5 separate regions of the Mus musculus genome follow, and all the other regions are linked to region 1. A link is a contact called in public Hi-C and promoter capture Hi-C data. All regions are on one chromosome and are shown on one strand. The core of a region is the stretch at or near the end of the contact, and the rest is flanking DNA. Distances in the headings are between cores, read along the strand shown. Region 1 holds the start of Clec16a (C-type lectin domain family 16, member A). Region 2 holds the start of Ntan1 (N-terminal Asn amidase). Region 3 holds the start of Pdxdc1 (pyridoxal-dependent decarboxylase domain containing 1). Region 4 holds the start of Parn (poly(A)-specific ribonuclease (deadenylation nuclease)). Region 5 holds the start of Rrn3 (RRN3 RNA polymerase I transcription factor homolog (yeast)).

Region 1 (2,700 bases), core at 130-2,629:
AGGAGCTGGACAAGGCAATGTAGTATATTCCCTTTTCACAGATGAGGAAAACAAATTCCAGAGAAATGGATTCTCGAAGCTGCTGAGTCTCTGTCATTTCCTTTGGAGGTCAGACATGTTCTTGTTCTTTCATGACTTTTACATGGGAAACCATTAGCCTGATGCCAGTCTACATCTCTCTAATTCTTGGAAGCAATGCAAACCATTCACTCTATCAATATTCATCTAAAAACGTGCTATGTGCAAATCTTGTCCTGGGCCCTGGAGAGAACATTGGTCCCTGACTCAACTCTTTTCCTAGGACAGTCAATGGGCTGTCACAGGGGTTAAATAGCTATGAGATGTAGAAATGAATAAATGAGAGGGTGTGGGGCACAAAATCTTGCTTCCCACCGAGGTTCCCACTTCCAGTCTGGGAAGGAAGTCCAGGTGTATGTAACCTTTCATGGAGATCTTGGAGTTCTCTTTCTTTCTTACTGAATTAGTTGGGAAATGGCATGAGTTTTCAATAATGACCAGAGGAAACCTCTGAAAGTTCATCGTGGTTAGCTTTACAATGCTGCTCACATCTTTACAAAATGTTTTAAGACTAATGTGCAAAAGAAAAAGGTTGTAAGGACAAACCAGAATGTTACTGATTGGTTTTGTCAACAGAAGCAAATAAGGGTACCTGGGCTTGAATCCTGCGTCTGTCACACATAAAGTGCCTCTGTGACTCAGTTTCCTGAATTGTAAAATAAGGTTAATAACAGCATCTACTTCATATGGTTGTGAGAATTAAATAATTAATCACTTAGGATAATGACAAATGATAATGTACTACTCAATGCTTTTTATTTTTAATTCTTATTATTGCGATATTGAAGGTTGCATCCATAATGCATAAGCCACATTCCCACCCCTTTAAAAAATTTTTTTAAAGAGTTAGACCCATCAAAATGGCTCAGCTGTTAAGCAAAGATGCTGACAAGTCTGAAGATCCGACTTCAATTCTCAGATCTCAAATAGTGGAAGGCGAGAACTTGCTTTCCAAAGTTTTACAGACTCTAAGTGCGTGTGTGTGTGTGTGTGTGTGTGTGCGCGCGCGCGCGCGCGCACGCGCACGTAATACTTTTTAAGAGAACTAAACCTTGCCAAATTGCCAAGGGTGGTCTCCAATTTTAGCTGGGGTTTCGAGACACTCTTCTAATCACAAAGCTAACAATAAATAAGGTCAGATAGTCTTACTCCGATTTCAGCAAACCGTTTCCGCCCACCTTGACAGTGCCCAGCCTCTTCCTTCCTCTTGTCCCGCCTCCTCTGGACGGTCGCGCGAGTCATGCCGGTCCTTGTAGTCCGTTCGCAGAGTCCTGTCGTCAAGAGCCTCGCCGGAGAACTTCATTTCCCAGATTTCCTCGCGGCGGCGGCCGTAAAGCGCGGCGGTCGAACGGCCGGTTCCGGCTGAATGTCAGTGCGGGGCTTTGGGCTGGGGAGCAAGGTGCTTGGCAGTCTCTCCACCGCCCCCGCCGCCGCTGGCTGGGCTTGAGATGTCGCCGCGGACACCGGGCCGCTGGGCGGCTCGGACATGAAACCGTGAGGCAGGCGACAGGGCTGGTCTGCGGACATGTTTGGACGCTCACGGAGCTGGGTGGGCGGGGGCCACAGCAAGTCCTCCCGCAACATCCACTCCTTGGACCACCTGAAGTGAGTGTGCGGGGCGCGCGGCGGGAAGGCCGCGGGGCCGGGCGCGGACGCCCAGACGCGGGCTTGGCTTGCGGGGCTCGGAGGTGCGAGGAAGACAGGGGTGCCGCGGGAGGGTTGTATGTTGGTTATCCGCAAGGCTTTGGAGTCAGGGCACCTGGCTTCGAACCCTGACTCTTTCACTTCTGGCTCTGTGTGTGACCTTGGACAAGTCGCGTGATTTTTCAGTCTCCAGACACCTAACCTGAAAAGTAAGGGCATCGTTGAGTTTTCGTTTTGTGGGCTGGAGTTGTCTTGATGTCCCGGGGACAGACAGTGGCCACTGGGCTTCTTGGGGTAGCACTTCTTGGACTGCATAGTTACGAGGCCATTGACCCGGCCAGATCTGGATTCGATTTTAGTTAACAGTATGCATTTAGGCTTCAGTTTCCTTCACTGTAAAACGAATAGAGTGACAGTACCACTTTTTGTGGTTATTTTTAGGATTGGTTGGATAAGAGAATGAAGAAAACGCACAGAACATGTACAAGTGCTCTAAAAAGAACATTGATTAAAAGAACACAAGTATTTTCAGAAGGAATTCTAGAGGGATAGTCAGCAGTAGCACCTTTAGAGAAGACAGGAGGCTTACAGAGTCCTGGGGAAACAGGGAAGTACACAGAAGAGGCTAGCTTTGGAGTTAGACCTGTGTTCAAATCCTGACTTAATGACTGTAGCTTTGGGCATATTTTCTCTCTCTGTCCTTCCAATTTGCCATTACCAGCTGGGAACTGGGAACTGTACAAGAATTGGGTAATGTTGAGCATGTTAAGTGATTGATTCAGGATTGCTCTACAGGAGTGGCTAACAGAGGCACTCAAGCCTTCCCAGCCCATTCCAGTTCCTTTCTGTCTCTAAGTTCCAGTCATTATACCCTTGCTGTCTTCTGTGGCTCTGTTTATTTTCACTTCCTTTCTAGCTTTTGTTAAACTGACACTCCCAAGACGGGAGAACCTGCTTGGTTTCTTTGCACTTATATTG
Region 2 (2,700 bases), core at 90-2,589, 3.3 Mb after region 1:
CTCTCTCCCTCTCTCTCTCTCTCTCTCTCTCTCTCTCTCTCTCTCTCTCTCTCCCTCCCTCTCTCTCTCCCTCTCCCTCTCCCTCCCTCTCCCTCTCCCCTCTCCCCTCTCCCCTCTCCCCTCTCCCCTCTCCCCTCTCTCTCTCCTCTCTCCTCTCTCCCTCCCAAGTGCTGGGATTAAAGGCATGCGCCACCACTCCACCACTGCCCGACTGTATTTCTTTATCTCATGCTAGTCTCCATAACATTAACCACGCGGAGAAAACAAGATTTATTCCAAGCAGCTCCTCAATAGCTGAGGAGTTAAATGATCTGTTAACCTCTTAAGATAATCTGGCTACCTCCCACCCATGACCCCAATTCTTATCGTCAGGTTCTTTGGGCTTCGTGTGTTTTCATGATCTTGCTCCAGACTCTTTCCTCATTGCTCCAGTTCATCCTCCTAGCCTATCTGAAACTTATGAAATATAAAGCTCCGGGATAATGCGGTGGGCGGGCCCATGTCAAGGTATCCCCCTGAGGAATCACACCTTGAGACAGATCAAATATAAAGATGAAATGAATAGGGATATAGAAAGGGGCAGAAGCGGAGGACAAAGAGAGGGAAGAGAGGCTGCCTGAGAACACATGGGAATAGAGAGTGAAAGAACTGGGGTAGTGACTCCTCTGTATGCTGGTGCTGCTGTCACACTTGCCTTGCACCTGGCGGGCAGCGGGCAATGACACAAGCTGTTGCTGGGTAGCTCTTGGCCTGAGCCTGGTGGAATTGTACACCAATAGAAACTCCCGCTCTCCTTCCCTGTGGTCCCTGCGTCAGACCCCAAGCCCCTCCTACTTCTCTTCTGCCCAGCTGCAGGCTGTAGGCACCTTCATTAACCAATCCGGGATAACTGGGGGGTGGGGGGTGAGGGGGAGGAGTTATATAACAAAAGCAGGTATATGTGAGGACCCTGTTTCTTCCGCGCTTACGCCCCCGCGGTGCTAGCTGGGGCCGCAATTCTCGGGTTCCCCACGCCTTCTGCACTACGTCTGCCAGCTGAAAGGGACGTTGACTGAATAAACTTTTGCGAATCAACTCGGCCGAGGCAGGGGTCAGGGCTGGGTGACGCAAAGCGCGAGGCTACCCTCGAGGTTCTCCTTTCCGCGTCCTTAATGCTCAAGTCTCTGCGACTACAGCTGCTGGCACCAGCCAGGAGGGACACGGGTAGTGAGTGGACGCCGACAAAGTTTGGACTACATCTCCCGTGATGCCTTGCAGCCCAAGGGCTATTCCGTCTCCTCGATCTCTTCGGGCTGCTCCACGTCCGCCTGGACTACACATCCGGGCCGAGTCCGCGGTGGGCGCGGCGCCCACGGTGGGCGTGGCATGCCCCGAGGCGGGGCGAAGCGGAGCGGGGCGGGGCGGGGCGGTGGCCACCTAACTCGGCCTGGCGGCGGCCTAGACGATGCCACTGCTGGTGGATGGGCAGCGCGTCCGTCTGCCACGGTCCGCTGTGGAGCTGGTCCGGGCGCACCCGCCTCTGGAGGTGAGCGACCTACCCGGGCTTTCGGGGCGGATGGGAACTCCGCAGCCCGGCCGCCGACGCGCTTTCACTAGGGACCTGGTGAGACGAGGCCCAGAGAGGTTAAGGTGACTTACGGAAGGTCGCACAGCGCGTACACAGCGCGAGGACACTCGGCGGGCTCTGCAAGTCGGGGCGCTCGTGCGGATCCCCGCATTACCCAGCTGCAGAAAGGTGTGGGCGGGGGTCCCAGTTCTTTGCGCGCTCATTCCTGCCCCCCAGGGCGTAGAGGGGCGCGGATTATTTTTTAGCTAGAAATAAGGGATTCGTTTGGAAGTTGCTGGGTCCGGGAGGACTGCTCCCTGATGGAGTCTTGTTCTTTCCTTGTGGGGACTTCTGAAAGAGGGCTCATAGTGAAGGCAGTGATGACCAAGTATCCCACATACTAATTTGGACTCAGCCCGTCCATGGATCTCACATAGTACAGTCTAGGACGGGACCTGTTTCCTAATCAGTTATAGCCTTGAAGGAAAGATGCCCACGTTCCCTCTGAGAGGTGAAGCACTGCGTCTCTGTGGAGTTTGTGGTTCTGTCTGCTTACTTGCTTTGTCTTCCCCTGGATCTGCTTCCTGGAGCAAATGCTTCCTGAAAGCAGATGGCATTGTGCTAACCGAATATTTGTTGGGTAAGTGAATGGGCAGAATGACCCCTGAGAACTACGGGACAGGGAGACTGACTGTTAATTTGAATTTCAAGACAGCCTGATCCTAATACTGGCTCCTACAAATCGGGCTAGGCACTGTACACTGTGTCGATGAAGCCAGAAATAACACAAGAAAAGTTCCAGCACTTCAAGGATTTAGGAGCCTCTCTCCTGTGTCTGAAACTTGTAGTTTTAGTGGCCACGCAGCACATTACATGAGGCAGAGACGAGGTGATGTAGGGTGGTGTCTCCGGAAGCAAGGGTTTGGTTTATTTAGGGAGACGCAGCCCAGAAAGGATGCAGAGTGGAGAGTTGGTTTTCAAGAGCAGGGAAGTGGGGCCAAGGAGGCCCCCAGTGAGGAGGGCAAAGAGGGCTGCACATAGAGGCCAGGGGAACAGTTGGAGTGAGGACTTCAGGCCCACTTGCCTTAGGGGATGATGTGAAGGCTCCGTAGAGGAAAGTAGAAAATCAGGTCCTTGGTCACAACCATTCTTCT
Region 3 (2,700 bases), core at 120-2,619, 3.4 Mb after region 1:
GAAGACATCTGGCTTAATTTCTACAATTACTGCTTTCAACAAGTCCTGTAATATCAGCAGTTTGGGAGGCAGAGGCAGGAGGATCACTTTAAGTTCGAGACCAGCCTAGTCTACAGAGAGTTACAGAAGAGCCAGGGTTACTTTCACAAAACCGGGGACTGAACAAGGAGAGATTGAAGAAGGGGGCGAGGGTTGGTGGGGAGGATGGAAGGAAGGATTGATTTCACTTGTAGGGAAAGCTAGGTTTTTACATCATACCGGATAAGCAGAATTTCGAGAAGGGACAGAGAGAAAAGACTGGGAGGACAGAACGTTAGGCACTGAAAGCACAGTCCATGAAGAAACCCAAGGACCTGTTTGTTCTCAATAGCCAGCCCTTAGATGGGAACAATTAGAGTCTATTTAACATGCCCGAGTAGGTAGCCAGATCCATCAAGCTGCTGTTGCCCCAAGGGGTGAGCAGGGCTAGACACAGGTTCCCATGGACTTGGAATTGACCTGAAGTCCTCTCATGATTCTCACTCAGAAAGAGGAACCCAAACGTAGTGAGACCAGCTGGGACCACCTCCTCTTCCCAGCCCCCAAATAAACTCACCAGTTACAGAATACCCAACCCTTTCTGGATACCAGGGGTTCTAGTCTGGGGTTTGCTTGCTACAGCATCGGAATCACGTGGGGAAACTTCTTAAACTCTACAAACTGAGTTCCCGCCCACCCGAGCTTGAGACCCGAGGCTGCAAAGCCATGTTTTCACCAAGGTCCCCAGGTGATTCCTACGCCCGCCAAAAGTTACAATTTGTCTCCTAACTTGGAAAGCACTGAACATCTGTGGCTTTTGCAGGGGCCTCCGCGACAACTAGGACTTCTTCCCGTACGCTTCTGGGGCCCACACCGATTGCTCCTGTCACCCTACAGGACCAGCGCGGGTTCAGGCCGGGTCCTACGCCGAGCCTCGGTAAAGCCAAAGCCGGCTCCGACAGCGCCGGGCCCACCTCCCCTCAGCCACCGGGCCCCGTGACGTGGCCCGGCCCGGCCCGGCCCGGCCGCCCTCCTCCAACGAGACTCCTTAGTCCTACGGGGAAACCAGTCGCCCCGGTGGCGAAGACCCGGGACCACAGCGCCGCCCGCTCCTTCCGTACCTTCTCCAGGGACGCGTCCATGGCTGAGGCGTCCGGTGCTGGGCCCGCGGTGCTGGGCACTACTTCCGCCTCCCGCGGCCCGCAGCGGTTTCCACGCTGGCAGCGCTGACGTCCTCCCCGCCCGCAGCCGGCGGGGCGGAGAGGAGGAGGAGCTGCCCCGCAGCGCGGCCCGCAGGTATCCTGCGGCTTGCTGAAGGCGGGGCTAGGCCCGTCGGGTGGGCGGGGCCTCCCGGGGCGGGGCCTTCTAGGCTTCCGTACTTGGGCGTCACGCCGGCCGGTCCTAACGCTGCTTGGTGGCAAGAACCCCGTCTATAGGGCGGTCCAACTTGAAGCCTGTGACGACCGTCGCAATGAGATATCCACCAGGTAAAATACTATCGACTCAGCTGCACGGCCCAAGCCAGGCTTTCAAGTCCTCCGCCGTCAACACCGGTCAGGAATGGAGTAGTTATTTACCTTAGCAGCCTAAGACCAGCGCTCACCCTTGCGCATGCGCGGGATGATGTATTTTGTCAGCTCTTTCCTCAGAAGTCCAGACAGAAAGGAATTCGAGGCCGCTGTTCTGGCGTCCTCCCTCATGTCACAATGATGGCTTGTCGGAGGATGGGTAATAATAATGATAATAGTAGGTCTGTTGCCTTTCCATTTTATATCAGAGCAGAAATTTGATATGGAGGTCATTATTATCCGTTTTAGGTTTAGTCCCTTGCAGCCCGGCAGTACACCTCATTATTCCCGCTTCACACCCGCTAGGTGGGGGTAGTGCGTTTTTAGTGAGTAAGAGCCCGTGGGATTTGTTTCCTACATTGCTCCACTACTGATGGGTAGGTGAAATGGGATCTTACCACCATTGTGGTCAGTGAAACTTCCTGCACAGAAGTCTGATGATGCTAAAAACCACAAAGCTATCCCTACCCTCTCTATTTCTTATGCAGCATGCTCCCCCAAACCCCCAGGTTGGGTCGGGTTGTCAGTGTAGTAATTATCTGCAGGCGGTCTCTACTTTGTATTTGGATAAATGGCCTGCTTGTGTTGTTAACATTTCCTAGCAAAGAAATCGTGTGTGCTGCTTTTGAGTGACTCTCCAGTTAACTGGAAAAAAAAAAAAAAAGTGATGAAATAGTGCCTTTTTTTTTTTTTTCCTTTCTTTTTTGGTTTTTCGAGACACGGTTTCTCTGTACAGCCCTGGCTGTCCTGGAACTCACTCTGTAGACCAGGCTGGCCTCGAACTCAGAAATCCGCCTGCCTCTGCCTCCTGAGTGTTGGGATTAAAGGAGTATGCCACCACGCCTGGCTTGAAATGGTGCCTTTCAAAGACTGAAAACTGATGTGCTCCTGCTTGAACAAAACAATGTGTTATGAAAATTTCCAAACCTGTAGAAAGGACAAAAGAATTTCGGTGAACAGTCATGTGCCCATTAGCTAGATTAGTTGCTATTTTCTTCTTTTTTTTTATCACATGTGTATTCAGATAACTATCCATCAATATTTGTGCTGGTACATTACAACTCTGAACACTTCAATATTATTAAAGACTTATTTTTTTTAGGCAGAGGTACAA
Region 4 (2,700 bases), core at 62-2,561, 3.1 Mb after region 1:
AAATCCAGAACTGGAGGATACCAGCTGGACAGCAACATGAGTGTAGTTAATGCTACCAAATTCCAAAACCACTTAAGAACAAATGCAATAGAGCTAGGAAATGTCTTGAAGCGTAAAGTGCTTGCCATGCAAACACGAGGACCTGAGTTTGGACCTTCACCATATAAAAACTGAGCATGTCAGCACACAGTAACAGGACCCCACAGCTGTCATCCTGGCACCTGTAACCCCAGCATGGATCTTGTAGGAGAGACAGATTCGGGGGGCCTGCTGGCCAGCCATCTTAGTAAAATACCCAGCTCTAGATTCAACAAGAGAAACACGTTGAAAACTTATTTTAAACATAAGCTACCCAAAAACAACCTCTGGCCTCCACTCATCATATACATATACATATTTGTGTGTGTGTGTAGTGTGTGCATTTCGAAATGATAAACTTGGATAGGTGTATTTTGTCACAGGAAAAAGACCTCAACCTAAACCCCCTGCTTTTTAACCATATACACCTAAATTAGTTTAAACAGCACCAGAACCATAATCTCTATCCAAAAATCTCACGCCCTGACCAACCACAAAACCACATCTCTCCCAGGCTTTTGCCATGACCAGTGAGGAAGGAGGCAGGGAGCCTTTGCAATACAAGGTGTAAGCCCAGAGCTTTCAAGGGAGTGATACCTGAAAACTCCCCATCGATGGCGAAGAAGTCAGCCTCCTCTATGGCCTGGTACACTTTGTGAAGATTAATCTTAAAATCTGCAGAGAAACCAAGAAAAGGCTCAGAACAGGTGGCCTGCCTTCCTGCCCACCAACTAAAGGGAGATGGGAGAAAGGGCCGGAGGAGCTCCCGGGGCATCGGAGAAGCGGAATAAGTGTTCAAGGACCACAAGGGACACCTCCTCCAGGGGTCACTAGATAAAGTATGCACGACTGAAAAGGGCTAGCCCTGAGCAGGTGAGCAGGGAAAAGAAAGGCATGGATGCCAAAGGTGCACGCTTTGCAGAGCGACAAGTCCCACCAGCAGCACCGCTTTTCAGAGGAAGTATTGCCCGGCGGGACTGACTTGTCCCGGGCCCCGCTAAACTCGAGAGGTCTGGGCCTAGCACGCTAGGTGGGCTTGAGGACAGGGATGGGGGTTGTGCGGCGGACACGCACTGCTCCGGATTATCTCCATCCTGCGGCGCAGACGGAACCTTGGCCCCGCCCAGGCTGACGCCGGTCCACGCGCAGAGTTCCGCAGCAAAAGCAGCGTGGGGATGTCGGAGGCCGCCACGAAACAGCACAGGACACTTCCGGAAACAGCGCGCGCCGCTGCGCCTGCGTCAGATCTGTGTCACGTTAGGGGCGGAGCCCGGGCCCTCCGGGCTGCCTAGAAAGGAAAAAGGGGCATTGCTATCAAAGTCTCAAGGCCTGGCCCATATGTTGGAGAAGTTTCCTGTCCTGAACCTGGTTGATCAAGAGACATATGGACTGGTTTCCCCTGGGTCTATAATTCCAGTCTGAGAAGGATGAGGCAGGAGAATTTGCAAATTCGAGGCCAGCTTAGGGAACATAATGAGAGTCTGTCTAAAAATTTTTAAATTAATTTTATATATACAAATATATAATTCTTGCTTAATTTGTGGGGTAAAGTGTTGGAGAAGTATACGTGCGCATTTGTGTGGCGGTCGGTGATCACTAGTAGTAAGCAAAGAAGGACCTCCCGTGGCTGTTCTTGTTCTCCACCTTCCTTGAGACAGGGTCTCTCTCACTGACTGAACTTGTTTCAGCCGGAGTGGCGCCTAAAATGCCAGTCTCTGACTCCCAACACTGGGTTTACAAGATTGCAGGGCTGTGCCTAGCTTTTTTTTCATGGGTGCTGGGGATTTGTCCATGAGTCTGGATGACTCCACAGCAAGTGCTCTTACCCACGGAACCATCTCTATGCCCCATATTGACTGAGTTCCGGTTCTATGCCACTCTGGTAGAAGAGAGACACTGTGATGACAAATCATGGTGGTTGTCCCATTGCAGCGTAAAACTTGGATAAGAAGAAAAAAAAAAAAAAGCCAGGCAGACATCAGACTTGCTACTTGGAAACATGATAGTTGCTATGGAGATAAAGAGCAAAATTCTGCAGCAGAGAGTGTTAGGTAATCAGAAAAGGCAGAGCCATTTTTGGGAGCCTACTTTGTGACCTAACACTCTACAAAAGTGGCAAGTACTCTTAACCTCTGAGCCATCTCTCCAGCCCTACATTCAGCTCACCTCAAAGAGTTTCAGGATTTTGTTAGCCAGCCCCTGCTGGCTTATTCCAGAGATAAAGTGTTCACAGGGGCTAGATAGTTGGCTGTTAACAACTGTAATCTTTCCAATATTTATCCTCCAAAGAGTAAATGAGACCCCGTGTGATGGCTATTCTTGGGTGTCAACTTGACAATATCTGTACTAAGCTACAATTCAGAAATGGAAGGCACACCTGTGAGAGATTTCCTGCTTGATTTACAGTGAGTGAATTCACTTCTAGTCCAGACCTCTGAGGTAGGAAGACATACATGCTTAATCCAGATCTTGAGGCAAGAAGACACACACCTTTAATCTAGATCTTGAGGTAGGAAGACACAACTCTAATCTGGGCCAACCTTCTGCTGGCAGCCTATGTAAGGACCTGGAAGAAGGAAGCGCTTACTCTTTGCCTGCTTACCCTGTAGGAAGTCCATTCCT
Region 5 (2,700 bases), core at 139-2,638, 3.2 Mb after region 1:
GCCCTGGGACTGGGGACTGCAGTTAGAAACAGTTGTGAACCTGGATCCTCTTTTGTTGTTTTCAAGACAAGCTCTTTTTGTATTGCCTTGGCTGTTCTGGAACTTACGCGATAGTCTAAATAAACTAGCCTCAGATTCAGAGATCTGCCTGTTTGTGCTGAGATTAAAGGTATGTACCATCATGCCCAGCTCCCCAGCCTGGGTTCTCTTACCCATGGTAACATCGGTCCAACTCTCCCCTCTGGCTTTTTACCAGTCTCCACACTTCTGGCTAGGTCACTGTGTAATATGTGTTTCACACAGAGTAAGGTGTGAAAATGTGTCTAAAATGATATACAGGATCCTTCTATTTCCACCTCTCCAGTGCCTGTATTACTAACATTAAACCGGGCTCTTTACCTGAGTAACCCAGGTCCTAATAGTTACCCATTGGCTTTGAACTCCCTTTTTTTGGTGGTGGTGGTGGTGGGGGAGGAATGGATCTCTAGGAGGTGGGCCTGGGGCCCTCACTGTACAACTTGTTCCTTAGCACTATTTCCAGAATCCTTCATCACACCTGGAAGTTCTGGAGGACAAGAATTGGGGTAGATAGGCAGGCCTTCAAAGGCATCTTCTGCTCTGAAGGCCAGGCCCACTGTGGCTGGGGCCTGTGGCTTTGCTACCTGACTAGTGAAGCCACATTCCCCCAGAGTTTTCTCATCAAGGAGCTGGTTGTCCTTGAACAGCAGCTCTCCTCAGGAGGCCTCTTCATGATGCCCTCAATGATGCGCTTGAGTGCCAACACCAAGCTTGACTCCTTGGCCTCAGTGAAGATGGTGGTCTTCTTGTGTGGGGTCATGAGAAACACAGCCATCCCTGTGGCTGCTTCTGGCTTGATGCACGGGACCAAATCTGATGGCTTCTCAGGTTGTCCTCAGCAGGAGTGATCTCTCAGTGTCCCTCGGAGTCTTGCCAAAAGTTAAGAGAGCCAACATGTTGTTTGAAAACCAAAAAAATCCCAGCCGTTCGATTTTACCAATGAAGACTCAGGGGCCAGATGCTGGGGTGCAAGCCTGCTAGGTCAGAGAGGCAGAGAAAGCACCCAGCTGACCTTCCTCCTCCACTCACTTCCCAGAAGGAAACCCGCTTTGAACTCCTTTTATCCTCCCGCCTCCACCTCCTGAGCGCCAAGGTCACGTGCACACGCCTCTAAGACAAGCTTCTTTTTGAAGGAGTTTCTGAGGAATGCGGCCACCGATTGCCCCGCCAAGCTGTGCCAGCCTATTTCTAGGAAAGCTTCAGGCCGGTTAAGGTCAGACGCAAGCCTACCCGCCTTCTTGCTGCGATCCTTACGCTCTGCTCACGTGGGCCGCGTCCCGCAAGGGGCTGCCTTCTGCAGCGCCACTTCCGGGGCGGGTAGGTCGTGGCTTCCGGCGCAAGGCCGGGCGTTCGCTCAGTTCAGGCCGAATGGCGGCCCCGCTGCTTCACACGCGCTTGTCGGGCGATGTGACGGCAGCGGCCTCTGCCACGCTGAGTGCGTCGCGGACTGGGTAAGATCCGGGCGGCCTCCGCCTGCGGGTGCGGGGCTCGAGCCCGCTGAGAGCTCTCCGCATGTGCCGAGGGGGCCGGGCGTGCGGGCTCGGCTCGGGCACGCAGGAGCCTCTGGTTCCCTCGGGTCCCCTCTGCCCGGGCGAGCCTTGTCTGTTCCATTGTTTCCCACTCACTCTTGGGGCACCCTTGTGGGACTCTAGGCTAATCTTCCGTGCCTTTCCTCTTCCCTCTCTTGGCCAAGACATGGGCGGCATTTCCAGGGTTTTGGATATCTAGGGGAAAGCTGTCACTGGTGACCTATCGAATTCCAAAAATTTTGTTTGAAATTTGTTTCTGTAGAAGCAAGCAGTAGCATAGTGGAACCGTATATTATATAAGCAGTCCTTTTTGCCCAACATTTTAAAATACCTATCCCTATAAAACATTTGGAATCTAACCTTTAGATTTTGTCTGATTCTCTTGTTTAAACGAAGTAAACCTTGTAAAGCACTTAGCATAGTACTGACAATTGTTAATAAAGTGTGTATACTCTGTGTTAAGGCACTGGGGACAGCAGCTTATCCAGACACTAACCCATACCCAGCAGAGCCGGAGGCGGGGCAGTGGGGTGGGGGGGCGGCGGCAATACATGGATAAGATAGTTTCAGGTATCAGTAAATGCTATGAAGAACTACAACGTTCCAGGATAAAGCGTGAGTGTATGAGGTTCTGGTGGAGAGGGCCTCTGACATTTGAACTCCAACCTTGGGAAGAGTGTTTCTAACAGCGAGTAGCAGGTGAAATGGGAATCAGCTTGACAAATTTGAGGAATAGAAAGGACATCACGCTTTTAACAAATGATTGTATCATGAGATCAGGGTTAGGAAAGGTGGCTGGTTAAACAGGATCTTACAGGGTTAATGTGGGAATATGGAGTTTCTTTTCCTTCCCTTACTCTTAATAAGATCTCATTATGTAGCCTAGGTTGGATTCTGCCACAGCTTCTGAGACAGATTTACTGAGGGAAGAGTGGCTTCCTGGGAGAGAAGGTTGGAAGGAGGGATATCATTTGAGAAACTTAAGCCTCATCACACAAAATGATGTTGGCTCAGCCATGCTCCCTGCCGTCATTCTCTGTCATGAATTTGATAACTGGTCTTCCTGGTTCTTCAGGCTTTCCGATATGCTCGC

Evidence for each region. Promoter capture Hi-C pulls out the DNA fragments that hold promoters and counts their contacts. Hi-C and Micro-C count contacts between places; a contact is called where the count stands out from the background.
Region 2: a contact with region 1 is called in a Hi-C map of uterus, with 9 times the contacts expected there. The contact joins the promoter of Ntan1 here to the promoter of Clec16a in region 1. A contact is called at or near these places in 2 of 484 Hi-C or Micro-C datasets (CD4 T cells and uterus).
Region 3: a promoter capture Hi-C map of pre-B cells shows a contact between it and region 1, with 6 times the contacts expected there. The contact joins the promoter of Pdxdc1 here to the promoter of Clec16a in region 1.
Region 4: a Hi-C map of CD8 T cells shows a contact between it and region 1, with 5 times the contacts expected there. The contact joins the promoter of Parn here to the promoter of Clec16a in region 1. A contact is called at or near these places in 2 of 39 promoter capture datasets (liver and pre-B cells) and 4 of 484 Hi-C or Micro-C datasets (CD4 T cells, CD8 T cells, regulatory T cells and 1 more).
Region 5: a contact with region 1 is called in a promoter capture Hi-C map of pre-B cells. The contact joins the promoter of Rrn3 here to the promoter of Clec16a in region 1. A contact is called at or near these places in 2 of 39 promoter capture datasets (liver and pre-B cells).

The regions. Positions count from the first base shown.
Region 1 is chr16:10,543,960-10,546,659 of GRCm38.p6, forward strand. It overlaps Clec16a (C-type lectin domain family 16, member A), which reads left to right and starts at 1,380. Exons shown (of 23, transcript NM_001204229.1): 1 at 1,380-1,683. The coding sequence starts at 1,604.
Region 2 is chr16:13,817,912-13,820,611 of GRCm38.p6, forward strand. Ntan1 (N-terminal Asn amidase) reads left to right here and starts at 1,340. Exons shown (of 10, transcript NM_010946.4): 1 at 1,340-1,525. The coding sequence starts at 1,445.
Region 3 is chr16:13,901,776-13,904,475 of GRCm38.p6, forward strand. It overlaps Pdxdc1 (pyridoxal-dependent decarboxylase domain containing 1), which reads right to left and starts at 1,370. Exons shown (of 23, transcript NM_053181.3): 1 at 1,140-1,370. The coding sequence starts at 1,160. It also overlaps a transcript of Mpv17l not described here.
Region 4 is chr16:13,666,859-13,669,558 of GRCm38.p6, forward strand. It overlaps Parn (poly(A)-specific ribonuclease (deadenylation nuclease)), which reads right to left and starts at 1,312. Exons shown (of 24, transcript NM_028761.3): 1 at 1,153-1,312; 2 at 676-753. The coding sequence starts at 1,171.
Region 5 is chr16:13,779,311-13,782,010 of GRCm38.p6, forward strand. It overlaps Rrn3 (RRN3 RNA polymerase I transcription factor homolog (yeast)), which reads left to right and starts at 1,389. Exons shown (of 18, transcript NM_001039521.1): 1 at 1,389-1,529; 2 at 2,683-2,700. The coding sequence starts at 1,447. It also overlaps the pseudogene Gm6354.